Regions from separate parts of the Mus musculus genome. Here regions 2 and 3 are each linked to region 1. The links are chromatin contacts, called in public promoter capture Hi-C maps. All regions are on one chromosome and are shown on one strand. Each heading gives the region's core, a stretch centred on a gene start, on an enhancer-like site or on the middle of the called end of the contact. The rest is flanking DNA. Distances are from core to core; before and after follow the strand shown. Region 1 has its middle 41 kb from the start of Gm14569. Region 2 holds the start of Ube2a (ubiquitin-conjugating enzyme E2A). Region 3 has its middle 7.8 kb from the start of Mdrl.

The links. Promoter capture Hi-C pulls out the DNA fragments that hold promoters and counts their contacts.
Region 2: a contact with region 1 is called in a promoter capture Hi-C map of liver, with 2.6 times the contacts expected there. The contact joins the promoter of Ube2a here to the enhancer-like site in region 1. A contact is called at or near these places in 8 of 39 promoter capture datasets (the C10 cell line, cranial neural crest, embryonic stem cells and 5 more) and 1 of 9 other capture datasets (embryonic stem cells).
Region 3: a contact with region 1 is called in a promoter capture Hi-C map of liver, with 5 times the contacts expected there. The contact joins two enhancer-like sites. A contact is called at or near these places in 14 of 39 promoter capture datasets (the 3T3-L1 cell line, 3T3-L1-derived adipocytes, the C10 cell line and 9 more), 1 of 15 datasets of contacts at CTCF or cohesin (pro-B cells), 20 of 484 Hi-C or Micro-C datasets (B cells, the Ba/F3 cell line, the G1E-ER4 cell line and 12 more) and 3 of 115 datasets of contacts at active chromatin or transcription factors (astrocytes, differentiating embryonic stem cells and embryonic stem cells).

What each region holds. Positions count from the first base shown.
Region 1 is chrX:36,532,329-36,535,457 of GRCm38.p6, reverse strand. No RefSeq gene overlaps it. Among named protein-coding and RNA genes, the nearest start is that of Gm14569, 41 kb to the right of the region's middle. Within about 2 kb of position 1,502, at least 3 of the 459 cell types and tissues checked have an H3K27ac peak or open chromatin away from gene starts, as enhancers often do. A contact at or near this core is called in liver, where this site is marked.
Region 2 is chrX:36,872,602-36,875,730 of GRCm38.p6, reverse strand. It overlaps Ube2a (ubiquitin-conjugating enzyme E2A), which reads right to left and starts at 1,436. Exons shown (of 6, transcript NM_019668.4): 1 at 1,202-1,436; 2 at 940-1,020; 3 at 539-564. The coding sequence starts at 1,245.
Region 3 is chrX:36,823,486-36,826,614 of GRCm38.p6, reverse strand. No RefSeq gene overlaps it. Among named protein-coding and RNA genes, the nearest start is that of Mdrl, 7.8 kb to the right of the region's middle. Within about 2 kb of position 1,419, at least 21 of the 459 cell types and tissues checked have an H3K27ac peak or open chromatin away from gene starts, as enhancers often do. A contact at or near this core is called in liver, where this site is marked.

The DNA of each region.
Region 1 (3,129 bases), core at 253-2,752:
ACCTGGAAGAATTATTTTCATCCTAATATTTATTTTCAAGAGTGAAATTAGAAGTGCATAGTCCACTGGTCAACTTAAAGAATGAGCCATTGGTAATATATTTATAACTCTTGGAACATTTAATCCAGCTTGTGTAATTTCTAGAGTGTTCCACACAAATTGCATCAGGAGCTCTTAATATTGATGACACAATTCAGTTCCATAAGGAACTTTTGGAGGCCTTTGAAACTATTTGTTTACTGTTAGTTTTAGTTTTCACATTTAGGACATTTTATTCACTGTATATTTCTCACTATGGTGTGTGTGTTTAATTTGAGAATTAAATGAGGGGGGCTAGAGATGTCCCTCCAACTTTTATTTTGATAAAAATGTTCTTTATTATTCCATTAGATTTGCCAGAAAAAAATCTTGTGATAATAGGGCCTCCCCACACTCTGTATTTAGAGATTCTCTCCTTTCATGTTTTACAACTATAATAAAACAAACAAAATAAAACAAAAAGCTGGTAAAATGTGGCCAAAAATAAAAACACAAGGGGGAAAAAAACAAAATCAAAGATGAAACACTGATGTGCATGATATAAATGGGGGATAAGGTCAGACAGAATTGTGGAATTTTGGCTTTCTTTTGCTGCTGATAATCATTGAGCCCAGCTCGCACAAATTTAGGATGACTGGAATGTCTCCATTTCAGTAGCTTCCCTTTCTTGTGTACTAGGGACCTCTGGTGGCCACACTCAGTTTTGCAATCTTCGGGCTGGGCAGGTTTGCTCACCCCTCCCAGATTCCCCCAGACAATATGCCTTAGGTTCTATCAGCCAGCAGTTAGCAGTGGTTCTCAATCTGTGAGCTGTGACCCCCTTTCGGGGGTGGGGGGTGTCAAACGACCTTTTCACAGGTGTTGAATATCAAATATGCTGCATATCAGATATTTATGTTACTATTCCTAACAGTAGCAAAATTATAGTTATATAATTTAAGTAGTAATGAAAATAATTTTGTGGTTGGGGGGGGGTCCCCAGAGCATTAACTGTATTGAAGGGTTGTAGCAACCACTGCTAGCTGAAGAAGGGTTTACAAGTTTATTGACAGTACTGAGATCAGTACAGGTGGAACACTTACCTTGCCTTTCCAGACCACCTAAGAACTGATCACCCTGCATGAGGGATCCAGGTGAAGACGCCATGGATTCTGCTAGAATTTCAGGGTTCTTAGACTCTATAGGCTTCCAGAGGTTGATCCATCTGCTTACACCAGGCTCAGGACTGCCAAAATCTACAACTCTTCTCTCTGGTGATAAAGTCTGTTCCTTAGCTACCAAGGACACGAGTATGTTTCCCTGTGTACTTTTCTGCTTGAACCAAGCAAGCCTCCTGGTTTTTAGATTGGCAGCGTCAGGCTCTTCTTTCCCCAACTGTTCCTCAGATTTGTCTCCCAACCTGAGGCTGTGGCAGCACCTCCCCACATTCGTCTTGTGACTGTATTGCATAATTTCTTTCTGGACACACATGTGCACTTTGCACTGTGCGTGTGTGCATACCAGACAATACTAACTAGTCCACTGTGAAACACTTGGGCTCAGATTAAAGGCTATATGGTATGCTGTAAATTACAGTGTTTTTTTTTTTTTACTGTATATATAAAGTTTTCTGGTGTTGTAGAAGTATAATGGTTTAATTGTGGTTATTAAAGGCTTTTTAATATGTATTATAGTGCTTGACTTTTAATTGCTTTTGAATTGCAGACTTGAGTTTTATGAACTAATCATATTAAGTGAATTTGGGCTCGAGATAGGACAGAATTTGCAACAGCTCTTGAGATCAGCATGATATGGTTATAGATAAGAGTGGTTCAAATAGCTTCTAAAATGGCCCGAAACAGTCTTCTTTCAATTTTTAGCATTTAAATATGTATATATGCAAAGTCCTGTTCTCAGCATTAATGGTTATAAAATAAAAATATGAATCAACTCATCAACTGAGTCATCTCTCCAGCCCCCTGTAATGATTTTTTTTTTTGTTTTAAGACCAAGAATTCTGGAGCTTTCTTGCAGTCTTGTTTGTTTAGCTAGCTCCTTATTAATAAAGGCGGAGGCATGGGTGTAGGTGCAGATAACAGCCAAGGCTGCTGGCTCAGGCTTGTGATCCCAACTCCTCTGCAGGCTGAGGTAGGACAATTGTGAACTCCAAGGTAGCCTAGGCAAACTAGTGGGACTCTATCTCAAAACAAAACATAAAGAGGGATAGAGCTCTGGCTGAGCAGGCATCAGGTCTTAAACTCAATTCCCAGGATCACAAAACAGCAACTTTTTTTTTTTTTAAGAAGCAGACCATAGTTTTCTCCTTGTGATACTGTTGACTGGTTAGCTTTCAGGAGGCATCTCTTAAAGGATGGGACTGGTTAAAAATCTCTTCATGAACTTCTTGACAGAAACTGTAGTTAAAGAAATAAACAAAATTTATTATGAACTTAATAGGAGAATAAACTAGGAGTGGGCTTGAAGCCCCCTTTTCTCCATTTGATGGAAACTCAATACTGAAGTAGGCCTTGAAAGAGAGGAGAAATAGCATGCAAATCATAAGTACAGATTCACTGGTGTACACTCAGGTGTGCCTGGGATGTTGGTACATTGATAACCATCCCTGGGTAGGACTGGAAAGGGCCACCAGACTCTAGCCATCCCCCCTCTTGTTTGGTTTATATCAAGGTGAAATTGAAGTAAAAATGTACATCATGGGCAAAGAAGGCCTAGGAGATCCTACTCACTAGGTGGATGAAAGAAAGGAAGCAAACTGTACTGGGATTTTTGAGGGATAGAACAAACTTCTAGGTCTTTCTAAGGTCAGCAAAACTCACTTTCACCTCTGTTTTCTATTTCTTCATCCCAAGTGTGTGTCCTCTGCATAGATAGTATCAGTAGCCTGGAGCCATCCATGTAAGTGGAGTGAGATGGGAGAAGCCATTCGGATGGAGCCGGCTACTTCTCTGCTGTATTGAAGGATGCCTTCACTTAAGCTGCAGTGACTCAAAGGAGGCAGCAGTAGTAAGGACTGCCAGTATCCACTAAGTGGATTTATTCCCAGGACTTTGAAAGTTCTTACCTGAATGGTTTCATGTAAACCTCACATCT
Region 2 (3,129 bases), core at 187-2,686, 340 kb before region 1:
GAGCATCTCTAAAGAAGTGAGGCTCGTGACCTTAGTGACATTGCTCAAGCCAGGCAGGCAACTGTATGTCAGAGAAGCTTGCATCCATTCAGCACTAAACAAGCCACACACTAAGCACTGCTGAACACACTTCTTGCCCTGGGGATGGAACGCTTTGTGGACCAGATGGTTGCTGGTGAACTGGTTTCCTGCTGCATTATCTCTGTGGGGGCTAAAGTTAGCAAGAAGGCTGCTCAAACCTCCACAACCCTGAATACCAGCGCTGTGGCACTTCTTTTAAAAAGTGACTACTTTCACCCAGGATGGATTAAACGGGGGGGGGGGGAGACGACACAAACGAACGGAAAAAGTGAAGTTTTGATTAAGCCTAGGTCTAGCCAGAACAATCCGCCACACACTGAATTTCACTTGAGCCTTTGGTGGTCAGAGGTGGCAGGGGCAAAGCCGCTTCTTTAAGTGGGGGGCGCTTGCTGATACCCGGGACCCCCTTTCCCCTGAAGAGTAGGCTCCTGAAAGGTGGGCTAAGAAACTCTCTTACCATCCTCAAACGGGGTCCCTTCGGGCCTGCAACACAGAATAAAAACAAAAACAAGAGCCCGTTAGTGCCGGCTCAGAGGGTCCCCGCCTCCCCGCAGCCTCAGAGGCGGCGGCTCTGTCAAGGTTTCCCATCCCTGCCGCCTGGTCCGTCCCGCACCGCTGTCCCGGGTTAGGAAAAGGCGGCGCAGGCCGCCGCAGCCTCCGCTGCCCCTCGCCACCAAGAACCCCAAAGAGTTCCCCTAGCAGAGAGAAGGCAGCTAATCGAGGCAGAGGCTCCGGGGAGGCGCCTAGGCCCAAGCAACCCCAACTCTCTTCCCCTTTCCCCCCATGCGCGGCTCGTCTAGGGGCCGGCCCCGGTCCTCCCTGCCCCGGTCGCCGGCGAGAGCCGGCCCGCAGACTCACCCAAAAATGACCGCATTCCAAACCATTATGTTGTTCTCCGACGGAGCCCCGCTCACTCCGGCCGGAGGATCTTCCTGTAACCTTCAGAAACAGACACACAGCGGCTGCCCTCAGCCCCGCGATTCGCCGCCGGGATCCCCCTCCCCATCACACCCGGAGCCGCTCCGCTTCGGGCTCCGCCCTGTGCCCCCCGGCAGGCAGGCAGGCAGGCGGGCAGGCAGGCCGCCCCCTCGAGCGCCTGGCCCTCGCGGACGCGGGTTACCTCTTGAAGTCCCTCATGAGGCGGCGCCGGGCCGGGGTCGACATGGCTTTAGCGGGCTCAGCAGTCGGGCATATACCAGGGTCCGCGGTCCCCGAGGAAGCCGAGGAAGCCGGAGAAGCCGAGGAGGCGCCGAGAGGGACGGCACTGCCGCTCCGGAGCCGAGGGTCGGTCTGGCGCCGGCTAAGCACCACCCCAGAGTAGACGGGGGCCGAACCAACCTGGGGAGAACGCGCGGGGGGGTGCGGGGAACGCCTTACGCCCGGCGGACCGTACCAAGGCGGCCACGGGGCGGGGAGAGCCAAAGTTGACCTGTCAATCACGTCCCACCTGAGAGCCCTGGCCCTGGACCTAAGGGAGGAGGTGGCCAAGTTCCCTGGGGGAAAAGGCTAGGCGGGAAGCAAAGGAAACCTTCAAGTCCCGGTGATTTAACAGGGAGCAGCGCGGGCCCCACTTGCTGACTTGAAGAGGAACCCCTGCGAAGTTTTCTTTTTATAGGTACTTACTTTTTTTCGGGAAGGAGGGGCTCTTTTTCTATCTTTTTTCCCCCTCTGTTGAGACAGAGTCTCCTATAGGCCAGAGAACCTCGAACTCACTGTGTCGTTGAGCATGATTTTGAACTCCTGACTCTCCTGCTTTCACCTCCCAAATGCTGGGATTACAAGAGTGCACCACCATGCCAGTCTTTTAATTACTTCTTGTTTTGTTATTGGTTCCCCCTTCTTCCTCCACTTATTTGTTGATTGATTGATTGGCTGATTGATTGTAGGGTTGGTCTCTTGTAGTATCTAATGTAACACAGGCTAACTCAGACTCACTGTGAATCCCAGAGGCTGGACTTGGAGGTCACCTCAGCCTGCCAGGAATATGTCTTTAACCTTTCTTCTGTTTTGACAAAGAATGAATTATTAAACTGCCAACTACTGTTTAGGGTCGGGGAAAGAGGCGAGAAGATTAGTTGAAAGAAAAGAGTGGAGGAAAGACTTGGCACAGGCAAAGCAGTTCTCCAAAGGCAAGGATGTTAGGGTCACAGTCCTGTAGACACGAGAGGCTGGGGTAACTGCTTAAAGTCATGGGGAAAGTAATATAAATAAATAAATAAATAAATAAATAGCTCTTGAGTATGAAAATGGACTTTGGGTCCATCTTCTTTGAGATGAGGGTGCACAATTCAAACCCAACTTTTAACCCTAGGACTGAATGAAATGATGTTGGGGGGCAGTGGCAGAAATGAGAGCTTCGCCGTGGTGGCGCACGCCTTTAATCCCAGCACTCGGGAGGCAGAGGCAGGCGGATTTCTGAGTTCGAGGCCAGCCTGGTCTACAAAGTGAGTTCCAGGACAGCCAGGGCTACACAGAGAAACCCTGTGTCGGAAAAAAAAAAAAAGAAAGAAAAGAAAAGAAAGAAAGAAAGAAAAAAAAGAAATGAGAGCTTCTCCCAGGGAAAATAGACTTTTTACAATCTCTATGGGTACTCACAATTTGTCTCTGGAACCACATTTCCCCTTGGTAATTCAGCAAGCCAAGCAGCTAGTTTAGAAGAGTCTGAGGTATGAGCTTATCCAGCTGGAGAGTATTGGAAGGACCGGAGGCGGCAAGGAGAGGCAGGGCGCACAGGAAAAGCTGCAAGTCTCAGGCAAGCCTCCCAGGGAGTATAGGGACCTGCAAAAGCAAGAACAGTTTCAAAGAAGCATTTTCAAAGATCAACCCAAAAGTCACTTAGTGGGCAGACAAGGATGCTGGAAATTATGAGAAAGGCAGGTTTGAGTTAAATCTGGGAGAGTTTTGAATGCCAAGCTAATGGAATCCTTGGAAGGTAGTGGAGGCAGGAAGCGACACCATTAGAGCTGGGCATTCAGAATCTTCTCCCTAGAGAGCAAGAAAGTAGCTGCAGGGCTCTTTTGCTACTGTGGAGGAGAAACACTGTATCAG
Region 3 (3,129 bases), core at 170-2,669, 290 kb before region 1:
GCCAACTCATTTATCTGTAGTTGCAGTAGATCAATACAGTTCTGCCGTGAATATTGGTTGATACTTACATTTATGTGCGAACTGGAAAAGATAGAAGAATGTCATTTGTCAACAATGAAGGCAATTTCTTTGATAAATAGGCTAAGGATTTTCAAACACTAGGAGCTAGTTCCCACACACACCTCTCTCTCTCTCTCTCTCTTGTTTATTCATACTGTAACAACATATGGCAAACCTTTTGGTTTAGTCTGAATAATGTTTCCTCCCATTACTTTCTTAGATTTAGTCAGCAGAGCATTGAGGCAGATTCTAGTTTATAGCTTTCACAGATTGTGAGCTTTAAATCTTGCTACCATACCTAATTTCAAGCTGACCTTTTCAATGCAATGTTCAGGAAAGAGGCAATTGCCCATCAGTTTACATTTCAGGCTCGTGGGTAATAATACACTGTAGTAAAATGATTAGGAAGTGATGAGCTATAGAAATTAATCATCTTGGTTTTTAATAGGATTTTAATTTTATGTATCTCTTTTGTTTTTCTATTTTGGCAATACTAGAGATTGAGTCCAGGACCTTGAACATGCTGTTGAAATACTTTCCCCAGGAATTCCATGTATATTTCTTCTTTTCTTATGTATATGGTATATGTGCATGCTTATATACATGCTTGCATTTGTGGGAGTGTATGTGTGTCTGTCTGTCTGTCCGTCCGTCCGTCTATCAATCAGTCTGTGAAGGCCTGTGGTTGACATCTGATGTCTTCCTCAGTCTTTCTATACTTTATACATTGAAGCAGACTCTCTCACTGAAGCTAAGCTCACAGGTTCATCTAGTCAGGCCAGCCGACTTGTTCCAGAAACTCACTGCCTCTGCCTTCTGTGGACTGGAATTTACAGGTGAACCACCGAACCTTTTAAATGGATTCCGAAGATTCAAATTCTCACCTTTAGCTCCTTACCTGATGAGACACCTCCTCAGCCCTCATGTGGATTTAGTAACTGTGTTTAACTGGTTAACACGGTTTCTAAAAAATGTAGCAATCAGTTGTCATGGGCCAAGAGGAAAAACCACACCTCCATGACCAAGTACCATTCTAGATCCCTAATGACACCTCCTCCCTCCAACTTCCCTTTACCATTCACTCAGGACCCTCCAGTCTACTGCCTTGGATGGCTTAGATTCTAGAGTTGACCCAGCTGGCACCAAAGCATCACTTCCACCTTGTATGAGTGTGCTGAGAATCAACTGGCAACAGAGGTCCTCCCCTGGGTTGGCAGTCCCTTTCTGACTAGGTGGAACACACTTGCCCTGATTCTGGGAGGCACATCTGGCAAGCACTCAAGCCTAAAGAGAAGAAGAGAAACGTAGGAGGAAGTCCAGAGCACAGTAGCTTAGCCCTTTGTCCATTTGGCCATGCTCCAGGCTGGGCTGTAATTGATAGCTGAAGGCTTTCCAGAGAGTCTGGGAATACTGAAGACTATAGGCCATGGGGTGGGGCCAGTGCAAATCCTCTTATTCTGTCTCTAAGGTGTTACCCAGAGCCTTGGAACCCTACTTCTGGGGGTGATTCCGTGTTAATCCTTGGAGGGTACCTTTCTGTTCTGATTTTTTTGTTTGTTTGTTTGTTTGTTTAGTTGAAACAGGGTCTCACTGTCTCTCAAGCTAGCCTGGAATCCACAACAGTACTACTGTCTCAGTTTCCCAAGTACTGGGATTACAGGTGCAAGCCATGTTTTGAAATCTACACTTTAGTCCTTGGTTACATTGAGCAGAAGGAGTGGGTAGCCATGAACCTTTAGGTCTGTAGTTGAGCCTCTTGCTGACTGAGCCAGGATTGGCCTAACGTTTCCTAGTGGAAAACCACCCAGCATTCTGTCCATTCTCTGTGTGTAAGCTTTGCATGAACTTGAAGGCTATATATACCAATCTTTTCTCCTTAGGTAACCTGTGGGCAGCTGATCAGATGGGAGTGCTCCCGTGCAGTTTGGGTCCATGTTTTCATGTCTTTCTCTGATATTATTGTGCAGATGAGTGTTCATTGTTGGCACCTAGGCTGAAAGGTCTCTGTTGGTATAGTCCCCAGCTCCACCCTATACCACACTCAGCACAAAGGTCAGCCCTTGGTGACTGAATGAATCAACCAGTCCAAACCTGGCTGACAGTAGGATTTCTTTCTAGCAAAAAAAACAGAGCACAGTGCAGAATCCTGCATGGGAGCCTTCCTGGACGGGGAGAATCCTTTTTTTACTGCTAACACTTGGAGGAAGGGGGACCTTCCCACACACTCACTAGTGTTGTCTCTCTCTCTCTCTCTCTCTCTCTCTCTCTCTCTCTCTCTCTCTCTCTCATAAACAGGTTTTTATGAACCAGATGGTCTATAACCAGGAAGTTCAGGTGCCAATAATTTTTCTCTCATCCTTTCTCTACTGCCCACCCCGCCCCCAGGCATGCTGCTGTACCCCGTGTCTCGGGAGGCTGGCAGAAGTGCTGACCGGGCTCCATTCGCTCTTGGCATCAGCCTGAGAACATCCTGTGCAGCTGAGAGGGTGGTGATCCCTCTGTGTAATACACAGGATGGAAAGTGACCAGGGTGAGGACACAGATATTAAAGGGTCAATAATGCTCAGAAAGGAAAGGCTCAAACCTCAATAGAAATCAGAAACCGTTCGCCGGCTGCCAAGACCTGCCCAACACACACATCCCAGGATTCACACAGCCTTCTAGCACATGCCTTTGCCAATGCTTCCAGGGCATCTGGAAGAGTGGAGGCCTGAGATGAGGTCTCCAGAAAGGCATGACTCTGCATTTTAGTGTCTAGAACCCGGATTCCCATTGTCTTTATGCTTGTAAATAATAATGATTAAAGTGATGTGAAATCACTGTACAGAGTCGGGTGTGGTAGCTCACATCTGTGATCTCAGCATTTAGGGGAGGCTAAGGCAGGAGGATCATGAGTTTGAGGCCTGCCTAGGCAACTCGGCAAAATTATGTCGCAAAATATGTGTATGTGTGTGTGTGTGCATGTGTGGGTGACTGTTTCTCTGTGTAATCCTGGCTGTCCTGGAACTCACTCTATAAATCAGACTGGCTTCAAACTCAGAGAACTACCTGCTTCTGCTCCCAAGTGTT